2 separate regions of the Mus musculus genome follow, and region 1 is linked to region 2. A link is a contact called in public promoter capture Hi-C data. All regions are on one chromosome and are shown on one strand. Each heading gives the region's core, a stretch centred on a gene start, on an enhancer-like site or on the middle of the called end of the contact. The rest is flanking DNA. Distances are from core to core; before and after follow the strand shown.

Region 1 (4,441 bases), core at 711-3,210, 1.2 Mb after region 2:
GGAGAGAGGATCTGCCACAGAGGGCCAGGAGAAGGAGCGCTGCTTACTGGCTTTCTCAGCCTGGTTTCTGAAAGCACCCAGGACCACCAGCCCTGAGGTGGGACCAAAGAGTTGGGTCCTCCCGTGTCAGTCTCTATTGAAGAAAATGTTCCACAGGCCTGCCAGCAGCCCAATCTTACGGAGGAATTTTCTCAATTGAGGCTCCATCCTCTCTTAACTGTTAGCGTTTGTCAAGCTGTTATAACAGCCAGCAAAGGCCCTGTCATGCTGCTTTTAATACATTTAGTGTTTCTTTCTAACATTTGCCCACCTCAAGGCTTGGTCATGGTCATGGTCTTGAGGCCCTTTCTCCTAATAAACCCCGGCCCCGACGAGGAATTATGTTGTCAGTACTGACCCTGAACCCACCGACCTGCGGTGTGGCCCCCTGCCCTCTAGCAGGCATCTTGGGCTTGGTTATGAAAGCAGTCTTGTGACTGATGTCACCACTGCCCTGGGATTTACTAAGGTCATATAACTGAACATGAGAGAAGTCTCGTGTTTCCTAAACAGAAAAGGCCCAACAACAAGAAAACGGCTGGACAAGTCACTGAGCGTGAGCACTGAGTATAGGTGGGGGATGGGGGGCGGGAGGGGTGGGGAAGGAAGGAGGCTGTGGCAAGCTCTGGAGCAACCATGGCAACTAGTGTCTTAATGTTTGCCAACCTCCACCAAAACTTCCCCCCACGGCACTCTGGCACTGCTCCTATGGTTATGAAAGGATGTTCTCCCGTGTTCGATGTACCCTGGGACAGCCTAGTGTGGGGCTACGAGCCTGCATGGTTTTCTCCACTGTTGGGTAGTCTCTGGGCTCTACTGCTTGGTTCTGCGGTTTCTTTGGTTCCACTCCTGGGCTGGCGGCGGTGGTGCATGCCTAGCAGGGGCAGGGTGGGGACAGCTCTGTGATTTAAAGTCAGTCTCCCCTTCTGTGAGACACACTCTCTCTTCTGTTGCTCTCTGCTGCGCCCCAGGCTTCTGGGTTTCCTCTCGTGTTGCTCCCATCTCTCTGAAGAGCACTGCGACTGTAGTCTGTACTGCTGAGCCCCACACTGAGGACCTCCGGCTTGTACATCACATACTTTATGAACTAAGCCATCTCCTAGTCCCACACTTAACTCTTTAACAATCATTCTCTTCATGGGGTAACAAGTTTCAACCCTTTGAAGAGCCTGACGCACCATCAGCAAAGAAACAAAGTTGTCATTAATTTTTTTTTAATTATAAAAACCTCAGAGGTCACTATTATTTCTACCCTTCACATAAAATCAGAGATTTGGAGAGCTGGGACTGTTGGCACCAAGTCTACGAGTTTGACAGCAAAAACCACTGGCTGATCCAAAAATCAGAGTTCATGAAAATAAGGAATACAAGCTGATGCTCAAACAAATGAAGTACAGATGTGACAGCTGCAGACAGTCCCACCTGCTGCTAAAGCAAGGTGCTTCTCCAGGCTAGAGTGTACCCTGAGAGTGGGAGGGGCTCTGGGCTAGAGTGTACCCTGAGAGTGGGAGGGGCTCTGGGCTAGAGTGTACCCTGAGAGTGGGAGGGGCTCTGGGCTAGAGTGTACCCTGAGAGTGGGAGGGGCTCTGGGCTAGAGTGTACCCTGAGAGTGGGAGGGGCTCTGGGCTAGAGTGTACCCTGAGAGTGGGAGGGGCTCTGGGCTAGAGTGTACCCTGAGAGTGGGAGGGGCTCTGGGCTAGAGTGTACCCTGAGAGTGGGAGGGGCTCTGGGCTAGAGTGTACCCTGAGGGTGGGAGGGGCTCTGGGCTAGAGTGTACCCTGAAAGTGGTAGGGGCTCTGGGCTAGAGTGTACCCTGAGAGTGGGAGGGGCTCTGGGCTGCGGAGAGGGTTAGGCTTCCTTCAATTCTCCCCTTTCTGGCATGGTGATTCACAGCCTGAAAGCACAGCTTGTGCCAATGGAACTGGGCTAACCACGACTTTCCAAACCAGCCTGCAATATTTTGCCAGAATCTGCACCAGTGACCTAGAAACTGTTTCAAACTTTATTTTTGTTTTCTAAGGGCCAAAGTTTTGGTGAAACAGTTCATACACCTCTGACCCAGAGTTTTTACATTTAGAAATTAATCCCTGGTCATGTGGGATAGTAACTGCTGTGTCAGAAAAATTATAGGAGGAAAAACCTCAGGCAGCACTTTCCAAAGTGTTTGCAGCTCAAAACAGAGATGCAGACTTTGCCTAGGTACTGTTACCAAATCTCCAGACAAGTCGCTGGCTTGCGGACATGCAAACACCCACTGTTTTATAGAAATAGTGTTGCAGAACACTTTATTAGTGTGTGTGTGTGTGTGTGTGTGTGTGTGTGTGCGTGTGGGCACACATGCTACAACACATGTATGTATGTCAGAGGTCAATCTGTGGAGTTGGTTCTCTCCATCCACCATTTTTATTTATTTTTATTTAATTTTTGCCTTTGAGACAGGGTCTCTCTATATAGTCCTGGCTATCCTGGAACTCACTGTGTAGACGAGGCTGGCCCTGTCTCTGACTCCTAAGTGCTGGGATCAAAGGCGTGTGCCACCACACCTGGTGTTGTTTAATCCACCTTTAATCTTCCCGATGTCCATTAGCTGTGGGTTCCTGGTATCAGACTGTGGTGTCCTGGCATCCACGGTGAGTGCCATCTCACCAGCCCATGTGCTATAATGCTTTAAACACACATAAAGATACTGTAAATAGAAACAAATGTAAATTTGCTGAAATGTTTTATACCTGGAGGGGACCTGTGGCATAATGTATGTGCGGAGGGCGAACACTGCCTATTGCTCCTGTCTTGTCACCTCAGAGTCTCAGCACGTAGATTGGGTTAGCCTTGACTGTGTGAGTCTCTTGTCTCAGAGTCTGCGTGCTAGGTCTACAGGCAGGTGCGTCACTACACTGGGATGCTTCTGAACAGCATTTACTTATTTACCTATTTGTTTACTCATTAATTATTTATGTGAAACTCACTTTGTAGCTGAGGCTGGCCTCTAACTTAAGAGATATGCCACCACTGCTAAACACCATCAACTAAGTCACTGCATGACCTCCAGGGCTTAGATGTTTGCCTGGTTCCTGTAATCACTGATCTCCTAAATTAAATCAAGTTTGCAGCCTGCAGTGAACCTGCAGAGACAGTGCTCTGACAAGAACGACAGTGCAGTGGAAGGTGTTGCCTGTGATTGACACGGGCCATCTGCTGAGTACCCGACACATCACATCTTGGGATGCTCTCTGAGAAGGTGGCATGGATGTGCTTTTGAGGAGTGGAAATATTGCTGAGAGAAACTGTTTATTGACGGGATGTTAGGTTTGCAGTGACTCTCCTGTGGACAAATGAATGGGAGCCGCTAGACTCCTGCATCTGTGGCTTCTTTTGCTATCAGCTTGACATAATGTTGTGAAGACTATCAACGTAGACCACAACAGCAAGACAGTTTAGTGTATCTGATATGAGAGATCTGTATTTTAAAATACCCAGATGAGCACACACACAGAGGTCGAGATCGGTAGACAAGAGGACAGTGCAGGTGCTGAGAGCAGTGGAGGAATCAGATTTCTTTGTTCCTGCTGTTTTCCTTTGGTGGGATCAGTGGCTCAGGCCCTCCCTGTACCCCACACCCACCCTGTGCAGGATTTCTGAACTTCCATGATTATGGCAACGTTGTTAATGCCCGTGTGTCCAGCTTCACTCCAGTGACTCACGGAATTCGAGGACAATGGACATGATTTCCATGGTTTACAATGCTACTTCCTTACTCGCTAACTCAAGTCCTTCGTTAGGAAGCAGACACTTCCACACTGGCAAGGATGCCTGGAGCCCACAGCTGCACTCTGAACAGGAGGCGAATGCAAAGTGTCAGCATGGCGGGCCCCGGGGAGTCAGAAAAAAGACCTTCTATTCTTGCTGACTCATACTAAAAGGGATTCCTGTCTTCCACCCTGTGATGACAGAAAATGACATGAAGAGAATTATGCTCATAGCAGAAACGAACAGCACAAAGTCCGTGAAGACCCACAGCTCAGCTGCAGCCTATCCTCCCCCACCCCACACGAGAGAGGAACTCTACACTCACTCACAATTTCCAGAGGATGTGGGGTGAAAGCAGGACTCCTGCTAGGGACCCACACTCTAGTCCTCAAGCTTGTTCGGCAAATATTTTACCGCCGTGCCATCTCCCCAGCATTTGATTGGCCAGTGTTGGATTCCCCCAAACAGCTCTGCTACTGTTCCAGCTGAGCTCGGGATGAGTGTGGTCAGGAGGAATCCAGACTGCAGTTCTTGACTTCAAAGGATGTGGCCAACTCACCAGGCCAGCGGCCATCCCTGTGCCTTGGGCAACAGAGGAAGGCAGTCCTAGTTAGCATTCTACCGCTGTGATAAACACCAGGACCAAAGACAACCT
Region 2 (4,429 bases), core at 21-2,520:
AGTGTCTGCCTGCCTTCCTGCTTGGTCTTTGACGATTCGGCTCGGCTCGTAGCTTTCTGCTTACACCTATCCATCTCCTCACATAGTTGAGGTTATTGTAATTGTCCTTTGAGGGGGCGACCGAAAAGCATCTTTTGGTGAAACACGTTTGAATTGTACAGTTCCTTTAAAAGATCTATGGTTCTGCAAGCACCAGCTAAAGTGTCCTCAAGTGGTTTGGGACGAGGGACAGTTTGCTTAGTTCTGTTCCGGCGGCGCGTTGCGTCTGAAAAGAAGTTGCTTCAAGTGGATCTTATCGTTCCCTGACATCCTTTTCCAGAGGGACTGTAATACCCTCTCATTTACACGCTCACAAAACTAAACCTTTAGGAGAACTAAGAAACCTAACAGTACATGTCAAATTCAATCAATTTTCCTGGCGGCTGAACAATGAACTCAATTTTTGCTGAGAATGAAGATAATGCACGTTTTGAGGCACTGGAATAGTTTTTTCCTAAAATTTAAAAAAGATTGTTCTTCACCCATTCCAGATGGGCAGGTTATTGTTTGCCAATGGATTGCAGATGCCCACTCCTTTGCCTAAGTTGGTTAACTGCTTATGAAATGTACATTAGCTGATTAAAGCTTAGATATTGAAAGAAATTTCTCCCGGAACATCCAGATGTCTCTGCACTAATTATGAAATTAGTCAATTGTCACCTTCATAAACAAACTTCGTTTTGAAAACAGGGAGGAAACCAGACTACACACATAGTCACAATTGACCAAAAGTATGGGCAGAACTGTTTTACATAGGAGGAAGGGCGGTATATGCTGGAAAACAAAATCTAAAACTGATAGCTTTGGCCCTTTGAAGCAGATGATCATATTAAAAGTGTTAAGATGTGTAAAATGACGCGACAGCTAACCGAGTAAAAGTACGAAATGCCCTTTGGACTTCTCTGCGGGCTTGGGGGAGCAAAGATCCAGTAGTCGGACTTCTATCGGTGTGAGGAAAGTGTCATCCAAAAAGAGGGGATGGGCGTTGTCTTTGTGTGAGGTTTGAATTGAGTCACCTTGGGCTCTGTGTCTGGGTTAACTGGGAAAACCTCAAGCAAACCTGCGCCTTTAAGACTCAGTTGCTATCCAAACACAAGTAAACAGAGTGGACCATTAGCGGGCGCCGGGCTTGGAGGCGGAGCCTGGGCGCTGCAGCCTTGCTCCTCTGCAGGACGCCCGCCGCGAGGGGAGGCGGGGCCGCTACTAAAGCCTTGGACTCCGGGCCAGGGGCAGCCTGGGGCGGGACGCGGGCTGGGACGGAGCTCAGCGCGCTCGCAGCCGGAGGGTGATGGCCCTGCAGGGCTGCGGGCTCCGACTTTACCCGCAGTCCGCGGTCAGAAACTGGCCCAGGCACCGGGATCTGGGCGAGCTCTGAGCACTCATCCCAACACGCTCGCTCTTTACACATCCCGCTTCCACGGACTGCCGAAGACCAATTACCGCTGTCGCTTTCGCTCCCCCAGATCATGTTCTCGGTTCCCGGGACAACGCGCCGAAAAAGAAGTTCTCCCAGTTTGGACCTCATGACCTTTCCAAGCTGTGCGTCCTGCTGTCCGGACCTAGTCTGAACCGCGCTGCCCAGGCAGACATCGGTTCTGGCGGTGAGTGTCCTTTCCAGGGCCAGGCTGTAGCCTTCCAAAGGAAGGGAGGGATGTGGGTGCTCAAGGGGCGCCCAGGTTCTCAGTCTGGAGCGCTACAAGTTCAGAAAATGAAAGGCAGCCGTGCGGACCCTAGTCCCGGGCCTCGTGTTCTGGCCTCCTCCGGTCCCTGCACGCGACTCCCAGCTAATACACTCAGTTGTACTTTTGTGCGCTGTCCCTTAGTTTGGTTTTGGTAGATTTACGCATTCGGCAAGATTTATAAAGGCCGATCATCGTACTTTGTGGCCAGATCCCATCACCCCGTGATATTGCTCCCCTGCTCTAGAAAGCGGGATCCACGCTTCCTCCTACTGCAGCTCCGGCACTCAGCACGGAAGGGCCGGGACACACGGTGCAATCAAGCCAGCGACTCCGAAGGCGCATTTCACAGGGGAATAGTCCAGTCATGGGTGATTATTTTTTCCAACCGTGTACTGGCCTCTTGCTTTTCCTCCTGCTCCGGTCTTCGCCCAGAGGCCAACAGGCAAGCTTCTCAGGAGCTGAGACGCTTGGGTTGTCGAGAAATAGCTCGGAATGGAGTCGCGGTTGTAGGAAGGAGGCAGGACAAGGTGTTTGTGGAGGCAGCAACGCTGGATCGGTCTCCCCACCTGTGAGCAGAGAACAAAAGAGTTCTGACTGCTTTCGAAGCGAAACTGGGTGCAGACAGCAACTTTCTCTGCTCCACAAATTCCAGTCTTGAACAGAACAAGAAAATGAAATGGAGAGGGAGGGAGCGGAGACAAACCCAGTTTATGCGGAGGGCGCCTTAATTTAATTAACTCTTCGGGAAGGCAGAGGCACGGGGAAGGGGCAGAAACTTCGTGCCCCCCCCCCACTTGACCAAATTCTCCTCCCCCACCATGATCGTAGATCTCTTTCTACTATAGCTCTCTGGCTTTTACACAGTTCTGCTGTGTTTGAACTGAAAATCAGCGAACATAACCATTCATCCATCTGTCATTTTACTCAGAAGCCCATACACAGGGTCTAGCAGATAACGCCGAACGATATTATTATTATTATTATTATTATTCAATGTAACATCACTATTACCAACGATTGGAGAGTCTTTATCAAATAATCAGGACCCCTGTGCTCTCCAGTGTTTTTAAAGTTTTACCAAACTGAAATTAATATGTACTTTGCTGACAGCCAGCGAAATTAAATTTTACAAATCGTCTAACATGCCTGAGAATTCCATTGAAAACCGATGAAAGAAATGTAGCTTTCTCTCCATTGAACCGTTTATGACTTTTCATGGTTTAACTTTCCTCGCAAAATTAAAGGTAACCAGTGGTCCGAAACATGCTAGTGGAGAGATGACAGCAGAGGGCCCATAGTTAGTGCCTGAGATGGAGTAAGTCCGCAGCCCCAACAAAACGAAAGTACCTTAGTTCCATGGGTTGACTTGAGCGATGATTTGACTTACATTGCTAGAGACTAAACAGGGGCGTGGGAATCTGAACTCTCTGGTTATTTATGTTTGGTAGGTGTTTAAGGGCACTCTATTTGTAAAGAGATATCAGAGGGCAGACTGGCTTGCTCTTCCTCAAACCAGATGACTCTTCCTTGCAAAGAAAGCAAACTTTCTATGAAGTGGCAATTTGGGAGTAACAGAAATTATAAGTCTCCTTTCTGCAGTATAAATCATTGGGAAGAGAAGAGTGGCACTCGGATTTCTGTAGACAGAATTAAGATTGTGACCTTTATGGCAAAGTTAACTTGGAGCATTTGGAGTCAGAAATCATCAATTTTTATAGTTGTTCTGTTGTATAGTTGTTCAACAGAGCCATCCTGCCACCTCCGTCTATTCTGAGAACCATGCATTGCCTCCTGCATTTATTTCTAAGAAATCTAGACTGAGAATAAATCCAGATAATCATTTTGATTTCCTCTCCATGCAGGAGAGAGGCTGCCTTTCGACACTAGGGGGAAAATGGTTTGACTTTCTGGAAAATCCTTATTACCTACGGAGACGGAAATAAAGATGAAATTTATTGTTTTTAATTGAAGAGTAAACAGTGATGTTAGTAGAATCTTCCTACACACACACACACACACACACACACACACACACACCATAGGAGAGGGGTTCAGTGTTGCAGCTGAACAGCAGTGAATAGTGATTTGTGTGGTGGGAAAGTTATTACTAATGGGAGTTTACAGTTTCGGTTGAATGCTCTGACTGAGACCCTCCGACTGTTAGACACTTCTCATTAACTCCCAGCCTGAACGCCCAGACCACATACCACCAGGCAGAAGCAGTTCATTAATAAATCTCTTGTCTCCAAACTGTTCCAAACAGTGGAGGAAGGAGGGAGTCCACGGAAGCAGCTAGTTTCAACCTTGCGAGAGCGCTGTGTCATAGCGCAGCCCTCTAAGCCTGCTGGCAGATAGAGTCTCAAACAACCCTTCATAAACGCTATGGGGCAGAAAATTCGGTGCAGAAAGGATTGGGTGGGCAGGGAGAGTAGGGCAGGCCCTAGCGCCCCCCTGCCTACTCCAAAACCTCAGGTGTCCCGGTGTTAGCAACGCCTTTGGACGGCTTTCTTCCTTGCCTGGCGAAGTTCTCAGCTCTAAACCCTGCACCTGGGAGGCCACCCTAGGCGGTGCTGCCAGAACATGTTTATAAAAGGGGGTTGGCTGTGGGAGACTGTGGGCTCACTGTGAACGCAGTTGAGGTGCTCCAGGGTTGCCCCTGTGGACGTGGGCATCAGGCTGTAGGTAGCCTAGGCCTCGCAATATGCAAG

What was found. Promoter capture Hi-C pulls out the DNA fragments that hold promoters and counts their contacts.
Region 1: a contact with region 2 is called in a promoter capture Hi-C map of liver, with 3 times the contacts expected there. The contact joins the enhancer-like site here to the promoter of Osr2 in region 2. A contact is called at or near these places in 2 of 39 promoter capture datasets (liver and pre-B cells) and 2 of 115 datasets of contacts at active chromatin or transcription factors (kidney and stem cell-derived neural progenitor cells).

The regions. Positions count from the first base shown.
Region 1 is chr15:36,470,736-36,475,176 of GRCm38.p6, forward strand. No RefSeq gene overlaps it. Among named protein-coding and RNA genes, the nearest start is that of Gm34316, 16 kb to the left of the region's middle. Within about 2 kb of position 1,961, at least 21 of the 459 cell types and tissues checked have an H3K27ac peak or open chromatin away from gene starts, as enhancers often do. A contact at or near this core is called in liver, where this site is marked.
Region 2 is chr15:35,294,828-35,299,256 of GRCm38.p6, forward strand. It overlaps Osr2 (odd-skipped related 2), which reads left to right and starts at 1,271. Exons shown (of 4, transcript NM_001368665.1): 1 at 1,271-1,640. It overlaps Gm52178 (a long non-coding RNA gene), which reads right to left and starts at 1,207. Exons shown (of 3, transcript XR_003951500.1): 1 at 1-1,207.